Linked DNA regions of Danio rerio: region 1 is linked to region 2. A link is a contact called in public HiChIP or PLAC-seq data. All regions are on one chromosome and are shown on one strand. Each heading gives the region's core, a stretch centred on a gene start, on an enhancer-like site or on the middle of the called end of the contact. The rest is flanking DNA. Distances are from core to core; before and after follow the strand shown. Region 1 holds the start of nsd2 (nuclear receptor binding SET domain protein 2). Region 2 holds the start of adh8b (alcohol dehydrogenase 8b).

The links. HiChIP or PLAC-seq counts read pairs in DNA pulled down with a chosen protein or histone mark.
Region 1: an H3K4me3 HiChIP or PLAC-seq map of embryo shows a contact between it and region 2, with 3 times the contacts expected there. The contact joins the promoter of nsd2 here to the promoter of adh8b in region 2. A contact is called at or near these places in 1 of 18 Hi-C or Micro-C datasets (an unstated tissue) and 1 of 4 datasets of contacts at active chromatin or transcription factors (embryo).

What each region holds. Positions count from the first base shown.
Region 1 is chr13:13,433,053-13,438,907 of GRCz12tu, forward strand. nsd2 (nuclear receptor binding SET domain protein 2) reads right to left here and starts at 2,570. Exons shown (of 24, transcript NM_001082551.1): 1 at 2,331-2,570. It overlaps letm1 (leucine zipper-EF-hand containing transmembrane protein 1), which reads left to right and starts at 5,497. Exons shown (of 14, transcript NM_001045208.1): 1 at 5,497-5,793. The coding sequence starts at 5,715.
Region 2 is chr13:13,046,810-13,052,990 of GRCz12tu, forward strand. adh8b (alcohol dehydrogenase 8b) reads right to left here and starts at 3,500. Exons shown (of 10, transcript NM_203460.1): 1 at 3,343-3,500; 2 at 1,879-1,916; 3 at 1,126-1,227; 4 at 897-1,038. The coding sequence starts at 1,896.

The DNA of each region.
Region 1 (5,855 bases), core at 1,320-3,819, 390 kb after region 2:
ATGTAAACTTGGGATTGCAAGAAGTGGAAAAGAACAGGCTAAATTTAACACAACAAACCTGATAAGGCACCTAAAAAAGAAAGAAAAAAAACAGACACAATACAGCAAAATACTAAGAAATACCCATTTGTAAATATCAAGCAGCATAACAAGCGGTTTTATACAGCAAAAAAAAAATAAAGAAAATGAAAACCAAACTATCAACACATTACAAATAAAATGGGGTATATGCACACACTTTCGGTCAGCAAGCCTTGCCATTTCTAAAGAATCAGCTTTCCATTATAAAATAGCCACGTTTAAGATCTTATTTCTTTAAAAATCTGTGATCTTTACTGCCTGATAAATATACAATTCGAAATGGGTCTCAAATCGAACAAGAAGCACTGCGTTAAATTCCATTTTTCTCTGCCAAGTCTTTAAAATGGGACAATTTATTTTACCTCAGTATTTTCAATATAGTTTCTGTGCTTTCATCTTGTTTTACTCTTGAACAACTAAATGAATGTTTAAGTCTATTAAACTGAATGTATTTTAATGACATCAATGCTGTATAAGGAACCATATGAAATCGAAAATAGTCACATTAAGCTTTCACCAGAAGATAACCATTGGCTGAAAAACACTGGCTCAGCATAAGGTCCAATGTAAAAAATTAGCATAAAGCAAAATAACATTTGTTGTTGCTATATAACTGTTGTACAGTACTTTAAAACCAACCTTTCAGATAAAGGTTTAAAAAAGTTACTGAAAAAAAGTGGACTTTAAAAACGATTTTAATAAATAAAAAAATTACAAACGAAATTTCTATTAAAAAATTATAAAATAGATCAGAACAACTGTTTTACTGTTTTTTCATAATTATAACATATAATGTTTATTTTAAGAGGTCTCTGGGTAAGAAAACGTTGACTAAACTCTAAATATGAAAAAAGCACATTAGCATTTAAAGAATGCTGTATAAAATTATAAAATTAACAACTACAAGTCATGTACTAGAAACAAATGCTCAACAAAAAAATACTAAAATAAACGAAATGTAAACATTTATGTCACGAAACAATAAGATAAGAACTCGCTTTTAAACTGACAACGTGCAAGTATTATTTTGACCACAGCACCTGTGGCGACTGCAGCAAGTTGCAGGGCCTAAATAGCCACAAATTAAGAGTAGCTAGTCAGAGCTGGTGTGAGACACTGGGGTCAGGTGAAAAGTGAGGATAGGGTTTGAGGACTGTAAGGATTTGGTCCCACATTAAAATGGCTTCCTTGGAGGATTCGCAGTGCGCGAGTGGGTGGCCAGAAGCTTTGATTCAGTTCAATGCACAAACCCCCGCCTCCTCCTCTTCCTCACATGAATCCTGGTCGAAAATACAATACAACACCCAAAGCATTCAGCACAGCACGAGTTTACTATCAGCTACAGTTCAACACGCTTCACCTGCAACATGCGAGGGGTATAAAACATAACTTAAAACCGCATAAGAACTAAATGAGACAAAGCTTTATGCAAAAAAAGGGACTGCTCAAATGCAAATGTCCGTTCGGTCCCAAACAAGAGGCAGTTATCGAGCTATTGTTATTCAGGATGAGCAGCCAGGATGCCTCGTTAACATCAATGAAGGGACATTATGGAGGAGTCACTGATGGACTCCTTTAACCGTCCTAATAGCCCACAGCAAACCAAAAGAAATGAACTAAGTTAGCTTTTAATACAAACTTTAAAACACCAAAATGAAAGTTAAACACCTAAGTGGGAATTGTGATATCGATTGAAATGCGGTAGGTAGTTCACAGATGGAAGAAAATGTGCACACACAGTTGAGAGTAAGATATCAAGTCATACGCTTGTAGAAGTAACTGTATGAAGCTAATATGATGTTAGCAAAGAAATCACTCGTCAGAACGCATACAATACTAAACGTTATACAGTGCCAAATGTGTAACACTAATAACTATATAATCTTTGAGAACGTGGCTGTGATATACATTATACACTCATGGCACGTTTTGTTACCACTCTGGGATAATCTACTCTTCAAAATGCAGCTGACAAACCTCGCGAACTACAGCTTAGCCAGCTAGCAAGTGAGGTACAGCTGCAGCTGCTTCAGTCAATGACACACTACCAAACGACTCGTTTCTCCGTAGAGAAAATCTCTAATACTCCACCCCAGCCTGTACTAGACAACAATGCCCGTCGTTACAGATGTGCCATGATTTATTTCAGTGGGAAAATAAACCTGTTTAGAGCATCTTCGTTACTCCCGATCTGTTTTGAGGAGCTTGCGGGAAACTCTCTCATCCCAATCAGCGCCAAAAATACTCACATCCGATTGGCTGACACGCGACTGCACAATTCAACCGGCCTTTTCAAATATCTCTCTGTTCGCGGCGGACTCTCCGACGAACATCGTCACTTATCCTCGGCGTACTCCAAACTCCATCGCGGGCCCGTGGGTACAGACAAAGCCATGCAATTCTCAGATCACCTGTTTTTGTTTTTATTTCAAAAAATGGCAAAGCGACACAGATCACTGCTCGAGGAATTGAGGAGGGCAATTCTCACCATCTGACGTCAGCTGCTAGAGAGGGAGGGAATTTGTTATCTTGTTGCCAGTTGTTCGTAGAAAATCCGACAAGGTGCATGCTGTTGGTTTCAAACAGGGCAAACATTATTTGCCGTTTGTTATTTGTATTTTTGGCAAAATATAAAGTGTGATCGACGTGTGTAATTTATACCTTGAATATATGTGTGTCCTTATGTAGTTAATAAGATTTGAAGACATCGAAGGTTAGGAAGAAAAAGAAAGTGTCTGGCAACCAGAAAATAAGCGCGCCATACAGTGTTGCCATATCCGCTTATTATAAACGACTTTGGCCACGTTTCTTATCAAGTGGCCTAGATATGGGCCTATACTATATACAGTTGAAGTCAAAATTATTTACCAACCTGAAATATTAGCCCCCTTGTTAATTTTTTTCCCCTAATTTCTGTTTAACGGCGAGAAGACTTTTCTAGACACATTTCTAAACATAATAGTTTTAATATCTTATTTCTAACATTTGATTTAATTTATCTTTGCCATGATAACAGAAAATAATATTTGAATAAATATTTTTCAAGACACTTCTATACAGCTTAAAGTGACATTTAAAGGCCTAACTAGGTTAAATAGGATAACATGTTAGGGTAATTAGGCTATCAAATATAAACAAATATATAAAAAATTAGCCTAAAGGGGTTTATAATTTTGGGGTGCCCAAACTTTTTCTTATAAAAGGCCAAAAACTAAACTTGATTGAGGCTGGTAGGCCAGAGGTAAATATACCAAACCGTAAAGTTGTCAATGTGATTTCCTAATTTGTTATTATAATTCATTATATAATTTATTATATTTATTCATTCATTCATTTATTTTATTTTCGGCTTTGTCCCTTTATTAATCATGGGTTGCCACAGCAGAATGAACTGCCAACTTAACCAGCATATGTTTTACGCAGTGGATGCCCTTCCAGTCACAACCCAACACCAGGAAACACCCATGCAGTCTTGCATTCACATGCATACACTACAGCCAATTTAGCTTATTCAGTTCACCTATAGCACATGTCTTTGGATTGTGGGGGAAACAGCCGGAGGAAACCCACACGATCACAGGGAGAACATACAAACTCTACACAAAAATGCCAACTGAACCAGCCGGTACTCGAATCAGCGACCTTCTTGCTGTGAGGCGAGTGCTACCTACTGCGTCACCGTGCTGCCCAGTACTATAATTTATTACATTTAAAATACTATGATTGAATTAATAATTATACATTTTAAAATGAACATCTTATAATAAAAAAACATGAAATTTTTTTCAAATAACACTAACAATACACTTTGCCTTAATTCGCTTGTCTTCTGCCATGTACGCTATCTATCAAATGACTGTATTTATTTATTTCAAATCTGATTCATTTACAACATTTAATTGAAACATTCAATTTCAGTTTGCTTTTTTGTAGCTCAATAGTTAAACAAAAAGTTATGTTAAATTAAAATGACAATCTCTGTTAAAGGCATTCCACCCAAAAATTCCCCATTATTCTCTCTCTTCTCAGATTGGATGGAGTGCCAAATCAAAAGTTACCGTACTGCGGGTCCTAGTTTGAGTATCTCTGATTTATGCTAGGGGGCGAAGCAGTGGCGCAGTAGGTAGTGCTGTCGCCTCACAGCAAGAAGGTCGCTAGTTCGAGCCTTGGCTCAGTTGGTGTTTCTGTGTGGAGTTTGCATGTTCTCCCTGCGTTCGCGTGGGTTTCCTTCAGGTGCTCGTTTTCCCCCACAGTCCAAAGATATGCGGTACAGGTGAATTAGGTTGGCTAAATTGTCCATAGTGTATGAGTGTGTGTGTGGTGTGTGTGAATGTGTGTGTGGATGTTTCCCAGAGATGGGTTGTGGCTAGCGGTTCATTCCGCTGTGCCGACCCCAGATTAATAAAGGGACTAAGCCGACAAGAAAATTAATACATGAATGATTTATGCTAAAAGTGAGTAGACAGGCGAATCACACAATGAATGCCCATGGATGTAAATAAAAACCTGAAGTTGTTTATTATTAATATTTATTTTCTTGAAATAAGTCACATATTTAAATAGTGTTTTATTAAAGATTTACAATCTTTTCAGTGCCACATGCCTCTAAATATTATATATATATATATATATATATATATATATATATATATATATATATATATATATATATATATATATATATATATATATATATATATCAACTTTTGCATAACGTATATTAGGTAACATTTGTATGCATTACTTTGCAACTTCCTTGTGATTATTTGGTATCATTGTATTATTTTAATGCTTTTCTACCATACAGTTTATTTATGTAATACAATGGTTGTGGTTGATTATTTCGATCAAAAAATATTATTAGTTTTTTATTTTCATGCTTTTCCACTGATCCCACAGCACTCCCTTGTGGCCCTGAAGTTCCCTGTACTCTAACGTTAGTTTGAAACCCCATAAAGACCAGTTTGCTTGTTTTTTTACGGATATCTGGCAACATTGGCGCCAAGACCTATATAATAGACATGGCTGGTCAGGGTTCACAAACCATCAAAATGACTGCTGTTTCGAAAAGGTTTACAACAATTTCCTTCCACGTTCCTTGACGATTATTCATTTATTTTCAAAACAGTTGCTTTTATTAATCAATCATAAATTTTCATCACTTACTTGAATCGGTCATTGCTAACTACTAAACGTGTACCATTTTAAGTACCTGTACATCATCGTCCAGAAATGCTTTCGAATACCTGTCCTGAATGATATAAACACACCCTTTTTTGGTTTACCAATAAAGCCCTATATATTATTTTATTCCTGTCCGGCCCCAGCCTCATGATTGGTGGCGATGTCCCGCTTCTTCTCGGTCAGTCACGTCACTCATGAGCTGCGGCTGTACCGCGCCCCCTGCTGGTGGAGCTCTATCTACAGGAAGACGGAAGCAAACGCCGAGCGCCTGCAAACTCATCGCTTGAATCACCGAGGAGGGCACAAGGACATGAACCAAGAGCTCGGGACTATGACTTCTGTGGATAGTTCATAAACCGCCAGCCTATTACCTTCGTACGTCCACCCAGCGTTACTGTAAACCTTACATTAACGTTTGACGCCGTTGCATCCACACAGACAGGAACAGAATGGCATCGATTTTGCTCACCAGATCTCGGACTCCGTTGTTGAAAACATCCAGGTCATTAAAGAACGAATTCAGAAAAGGTAATACTGCCTTTTAAATGTTAAAGGGGGTAGATAAGTGTCTGGGTTATTTGATCATTTTG
Region 2 (6,181 bases), core at 2,250-4,749:
GAATTATGTTGCTGTATTCTTAAAATTGTCATGTTTAGTGTTGTTGCGTTCTGCATTTAATTTTACAACTCATGAGCTATGACATATAACGATAACTTGTATGCTTGGTGTAATTTCAAACAATGGGTTAAAGTGTGTTGGTCTGTTGTGGGATGTTTTTTTTCTTTTCTGTGTATTATTTTTTGTTTGTTTGTTATATGTTAGGCTAGTCAATAAATCGTACTATTACCACGTTGGATTGTCTTTCTTTGCATCATATAAACGGTCACTTTAATGGTAAAACATTCCTTGCTGCCAGCTTATTAAAGTTTAACAAAGCTAAAACTATTTATCAACTTCACAAGAAGTAAAATTCCCTTTCTAAATAAAAAACCATGAAAGAGTCTGCTCAGACGAGCGGACAAAGTCATCGTTTTGATTATTTTGTTAAATTAACTAGAAGTTAATTCTGAATATTCATAATTAATAATAATTTGTTATTAATCATTAATCAGAAATTGAGCTAATTTTGCTTAATATTTTAATGATTTGTGGCATAAATAAAAAACAAATCGAGGACAAAAATGATTTAAATCACTATGAAATCACATTTTATTATAGTTTTTTATTGACTATTATAGTGTAGTATATTTTTTCATTCATGTGTTCTCATAATCTCACCCTCCATCTTCTATCTCTGATGTGTTTAATTATTCGAGGGCGGAGTAACCAGTCACACTTGAGATCCTCCAATAGCAAAACAATAATTATCCAACAATCCAATCAATTCCTGATAGACAATCTCAAGTGCCTCCCATTTTTTTGTTCTAATTTGAGAAGCTATTTGTACGTTCTTATGGGGGGGAAAATATCACAGCTTTCGTAAATAAGAATTAAGACGTTTATTAAGACATTACCTGGTTTGAATTCAGTGACTCCAGGTCCAACGCTCTCTACCACTCCAGCTGCTTCATGCCCCAGTATAGTGGGAAAACCTTTATTGTCTGTCGACTCCAAGAGATGAAAAAGGTCTGTGTGACACAGACTTGTATATAAAATCTGTGACAGAAAATCATTAAATCATTATTTCTTCATTTAAGAATTGTTTACATGGGTTCTTGATATCTTTCATGAGACATTTCCCACCTTAATTCGAACTTCTCCTTCCTGTGGTGGGGCAACTTCTATTTCCTCCATTACCAGGGGAGCCTTGGGCTCCCAGGCAACAGCGGCCCGACATTTGATCACCTTCAGCACACAAAAGGAATTGGTTCAGCATTTTGTAAATCTAGAGATTTAATGATTAAAGGTTTATAACCTGAGCAGTTGCAAGAACTGTACTCGCTGACTTCAGTTGGAGTTTGTCCAACCAATGAAAACATTAACACATTTTAGAGCCACAACTATCTGATTTCTCTATCTCTAAAGCTAAATATTAACTCAGTGAAACTGCAAGAGCTCATGTAGTGCTAGTGTCCATTTGAGTTGATGAAGTGGGAGACTCACAAAACATTTCAAATTTGTTTAAAAACTTAGAGTAAAATATGAATGCACAAATGTCACTTTAACGTGTAATGTCTAAACCTTTTCATGTAGTCTTTTTACACAATTTAATCTTTTCAGTAAGTCAATATGGTTAGCAAAACAAAACTATTAAGCCATATTATAGTCATGTATTATACTAATACTCATCAAAAAAATAATAAAAGAATATCTCCAAATGTCCACAGCAGTCTTCTGTGTATAACATTAGACTTCACAGTAGGACTTTTTGCATTGCAAATTTGTAAACGTGATCAATAGGTAAAAGGACATGAGGTTAAACATATAGTTGTATTAAAAATGCATGAACTGCTCTGCAGCACAAATGAAAACAGACCAAAAGACAAGTTTACGAACCTTCCCTGCAGTGGCCATTTCCCAGTGTAGTCGTATTGCTGTGATGAATGCAAAGAGACAATGAGATCCTCTGGCAGTAGTTTTTATACCCTAGTTTTAAACGGATAAAGCAATCATGTGCTCTTGCACACTCCCTCTCTTCGTCTCTGTAGCCTACTGAACTGAAATTACAACTTGAGTTATGAAAATGGCAAAGATATACAGACATTACCTGAAATATTTAACAGAAGATTGTTACTTAGCTGTGTGAATATGAGAGCTGGGCTATTTCTTGTGCATTTTGGCAAGTCAATAAATCTTGATAATCACTACTAGAGACATTCAGTGTTACATAAAGTGCTTGCCTAATGAGTTCATTCAATAACATAATTGAATTTAACTAAATAGACAATGACTGTTAGTTTTTTAACAGTTTACTAAATACTTTCTTTATGAGGTTTGAGTGCTTTATTTTTGCTTGATCTTTTCATTTAATGATATTTATTCAATGGTGTATCTACAAATTTATGGAGAGGATGAGTTAGGTGGCTTACTACTGCTGTTGTTTAGAGATTGGCAACAATAACCTTATAGCAAATGACTACTAAACTGATTATGCAATAGGTTTACGTTCATTTGAGAGTACTATGATCATATTGAAAGCCGAAGGCATAATCAAATCAAGTAAAACAGTGCATATAATGGTTACCCCTGCTGAAAAATCCAGCTTAAACCAGCCTAGTCTGGTCGGCTGGTTTTAGCTGGTTGATCAGGCTGGTTTTAGAGGGGTTTTGGCCATTTCCAAGCTGGTTTCCAGCCATTTCCAACCTGGTCTTAGCTGGTCAGGCTGGAAAATGTCTGACCAGCTAAAACTAGCTTGAACAGCCTGGATTAAGCTAGACATAGCTGGTTTCGGCTGGGCTCCCAGCCTGGCTGGTCAAGCTGGTTTTAGCTGGTCATCTCCCAGCCTGACCAGCCAAGACCAGGCTGGAAATGGCTGGAAACCAGTCTGGAAATGGCCAAAACACCTTTAAAACCAGCCTGGTCGACCAGCTAAAACCAGCCAACCAGCCTAAGCTGGTTTAAGCTGGTCTTTTCAGTAGGGACCATATACATGCAAACCTTTGTGGGTGAATTGGCAGACCACTTTTCAATGTCTCTGATAATAAAATTGAATAATAACGTTACTGATAATAAAATTGAAGTGTTCATCTGGCCTACTGTATAATCATTTTAAAGCTGGACGCATAGCAAACCAACTTTTAGATAGGCCAATAATGGTCGTTTAAATGTGACTGACGCCTGTTTTGTGGGTGAAGTGGAGGGAGCCTGGCTGGTTCAGACCACCTTTGAAAGAAACTCGTTGTCAAATAATCAAATCTGGTGAAAATTAAACATGCAAACAAACACTAAACAATTCAACAGACCAATCTGACGGAAAATGTTCTTCAAATGTGCCCCAACCCTGCACCAAAGAAAACTTACTTTCACAAGATGTGGACGCAGGAAGGTCAAAAATCACAGTCTGGCTGCTGTTTTGGATTAAGTGCGCGGTATGCAAACACCTAAACCAAACAACTAGGACTGCACACACACTTTGAGACTAACAAACATGCAGAACTGGACATACAAAAGACTACGCCTTAATGACGGAAATCGCGTAGAAATAAAGTAGGTGGGGAAGGGGTGTATGCAGTGCATCCATAATCCAGCCACTAGAGTGCGCTTGAAACATTTTGGTCTCTAAAGGGTCAGGAAGCCCTGAAATGTTTTAAGATTTTAACAGATGTGTGTGTGTTGAACATTAATTAAGCTAGTGTTTCTCAACCACGTTCCTGGAGGACCACCAGCTCTGCACATTTTCCAAATCTCCTTAACCAAACACACCTGATTGATATCATCAGCTCATTAGCAGAGACTGAAAGACCTGTAATGGGTGTGACAGAGAAAGGAGATATTCAAAGCATGAAATGTTGGTGGTCCTCCAAGAATGTGGTTGAGAAACACTGATAAAAGACATCGTAAGCATCTGATGGCTTTCATTGTTGCGAATAACTGGCTAATTTGACACTTTTCCACCCTATTTTCATTATTATTATTATTATTACTATCATTGGGCGAGGCGGTGGCGCAGTAGGTAGTGCTGTCGCCTCACAGCAAGAAGGTCGCTGGGTCGAACCTCGGCTCAGTTGGCGTTTCTGTGTGGAGTTTGCATGTTCTCCCTGCCTTCGCGTGGGTTTCCTCCGGGTCCTCCGGTTTCCCCCACAGTCCAAAGACATGTGGTACAGGTGAATTGGTTAGGCTAAATTGTCCGTAGTGTGTGTGTAAATGTGTGTGTGGGTGTGTCCCAGAGATGGATTGCGGCTGGAAGAGCATCTGCTCTGTAAAAACTTGCTGGATAAGTTGGCGGTTCATTCCGCTGTGGTGACCCCGGATTAATAAAGGGACTAAGCCGACAATAAAAATGAATGAATAAATAAATTATTATTATTATTATTATTGGAACATTTAACACGAACACAAAAACCTACAGAAAATGTAGAAATCCTATAACAACAAAAATAGAGAACAGAACAAATCAAAAAGAGAAACAAAAGATTATGCCAGGGGTAATATGGATTACAAAAATCACTTTAAATCTATCTTAAAGCAAGGTCACAGTGATGTATAAAAGGTCACATACAATACAGTCGGCTGGGTGTTATAGAAAAGAGACTATACTGTAAGATTCACATAGTGTTATTGATTTTAAAGCTTTACCATTGCTGGAGGTAGATATTGTATTCAAATAATATTTCAAAACTTTACAAAAAAATTTGAAAAAGGGGCTTTACAGACAAAAATTTGCATTTGTGTATAAAAACTTTTGCTAGTAAAATAGATTTATTAGAATATATTTATCTTTACCTTTATCAACATGATAAAAACCAAATAAAACGTCCTTGTATGACAAAGAAAAATGATCTAAAAGAGAGACACATATAAATAAACCAAATTATTTCCAAAACATCTTAACATGGGCAAATTCCCAAAAATGATGATCGAAAGATTCATCTGTTTTTCCACAAAAGGAACAATATGGATCCTTTTCATGAAGCATTTTTTAATATGAACATTCACTGGATAAACTTGATGTAGCAATTTGAAGGAAACCTCTTTAACCTTATTTGTGAAAAGAAATTGCTGGGTAAAGACTGCACAATCTTCCAAGGAAGGTCATGAAATAAATTATTCTAGTGAAATATGACATGAGGAACAGAGTGTGAAAAAAAAACTATATTATTATTATATAAATTACATTTATTATATTGTCAACTTATATTATGTTAAACTGACTTAAAACAGCTTGCGTAACTTATACAATAAAGTAAAACATGATTAACTTAGATTAATAAGTTACAATGAAATACAAACATATGCTGTCAGGACTAATTGTTCATATAAGTTTTACAGTGTACAGGCATGTATGCAATTTTTGGACACATCATTGGAAACTTCATACACTGCTGTTAGGCATTTAGTAATAATAATAATAAAATGGCGGAGTGGATGGGTTTTCAGACTCTAGTGTTGAATGACACAGTACAGTCGAGTGGATAATGTGCAAGTACAGTGTAGAAGTGCATATTGTATTAATGTGTAATTTGGGACGCACTCTAGTTTTTATGCTTTGTGGTGGAAGTCAGTTATTGGTTCCACATTATCAGTGACATCAAAATAGTAAAAATAGCGCTCTGTCAGAGTAGCTGTTATGATTTCTACTCTATATATGCTCTATCATGCCTAAACAAGTTTTTACTGTTTGTCTTTTTCTAGGTAGGGGATGATGTAGGCCTAAAGTATGTTGGTCTGATGTGATGTACAATACTGAACTTTAGATGGCAGACTTGCACAGGGTGTCTGTTGCACAAGGGTGTTTGTTTCTGTCTGTGTAAGTGTGTGTTTGGCCCGAAGTACACATTGATGATCTATAAATATGTGACACCAGAAATGGGCAGTATTTATGATACTTGTATTTCAAATACATATTTTAAATACTAAAAATTGTGTCATTTGTATTTGATAGGGTTTATGAAAATGGTTTAATATTTTGTATCAAATTACTATCTTGTATTTTCGTATTGTTAAAATACTGTAAAATACTTTGTAAGAAATCTACTTCAAGTCATCATATTAATGCACCCTCCGATTGGTACTTTGGATGTTGTTGACTCTTCCTTTTAAAGAATAATTGAAAAAAATCTTGGGAGAAAGATTCGTCACCTTAGAATTATAAGGTTCTATCTGACATTTTTGTCAAAATTGAGTTATTCACATATTCTTT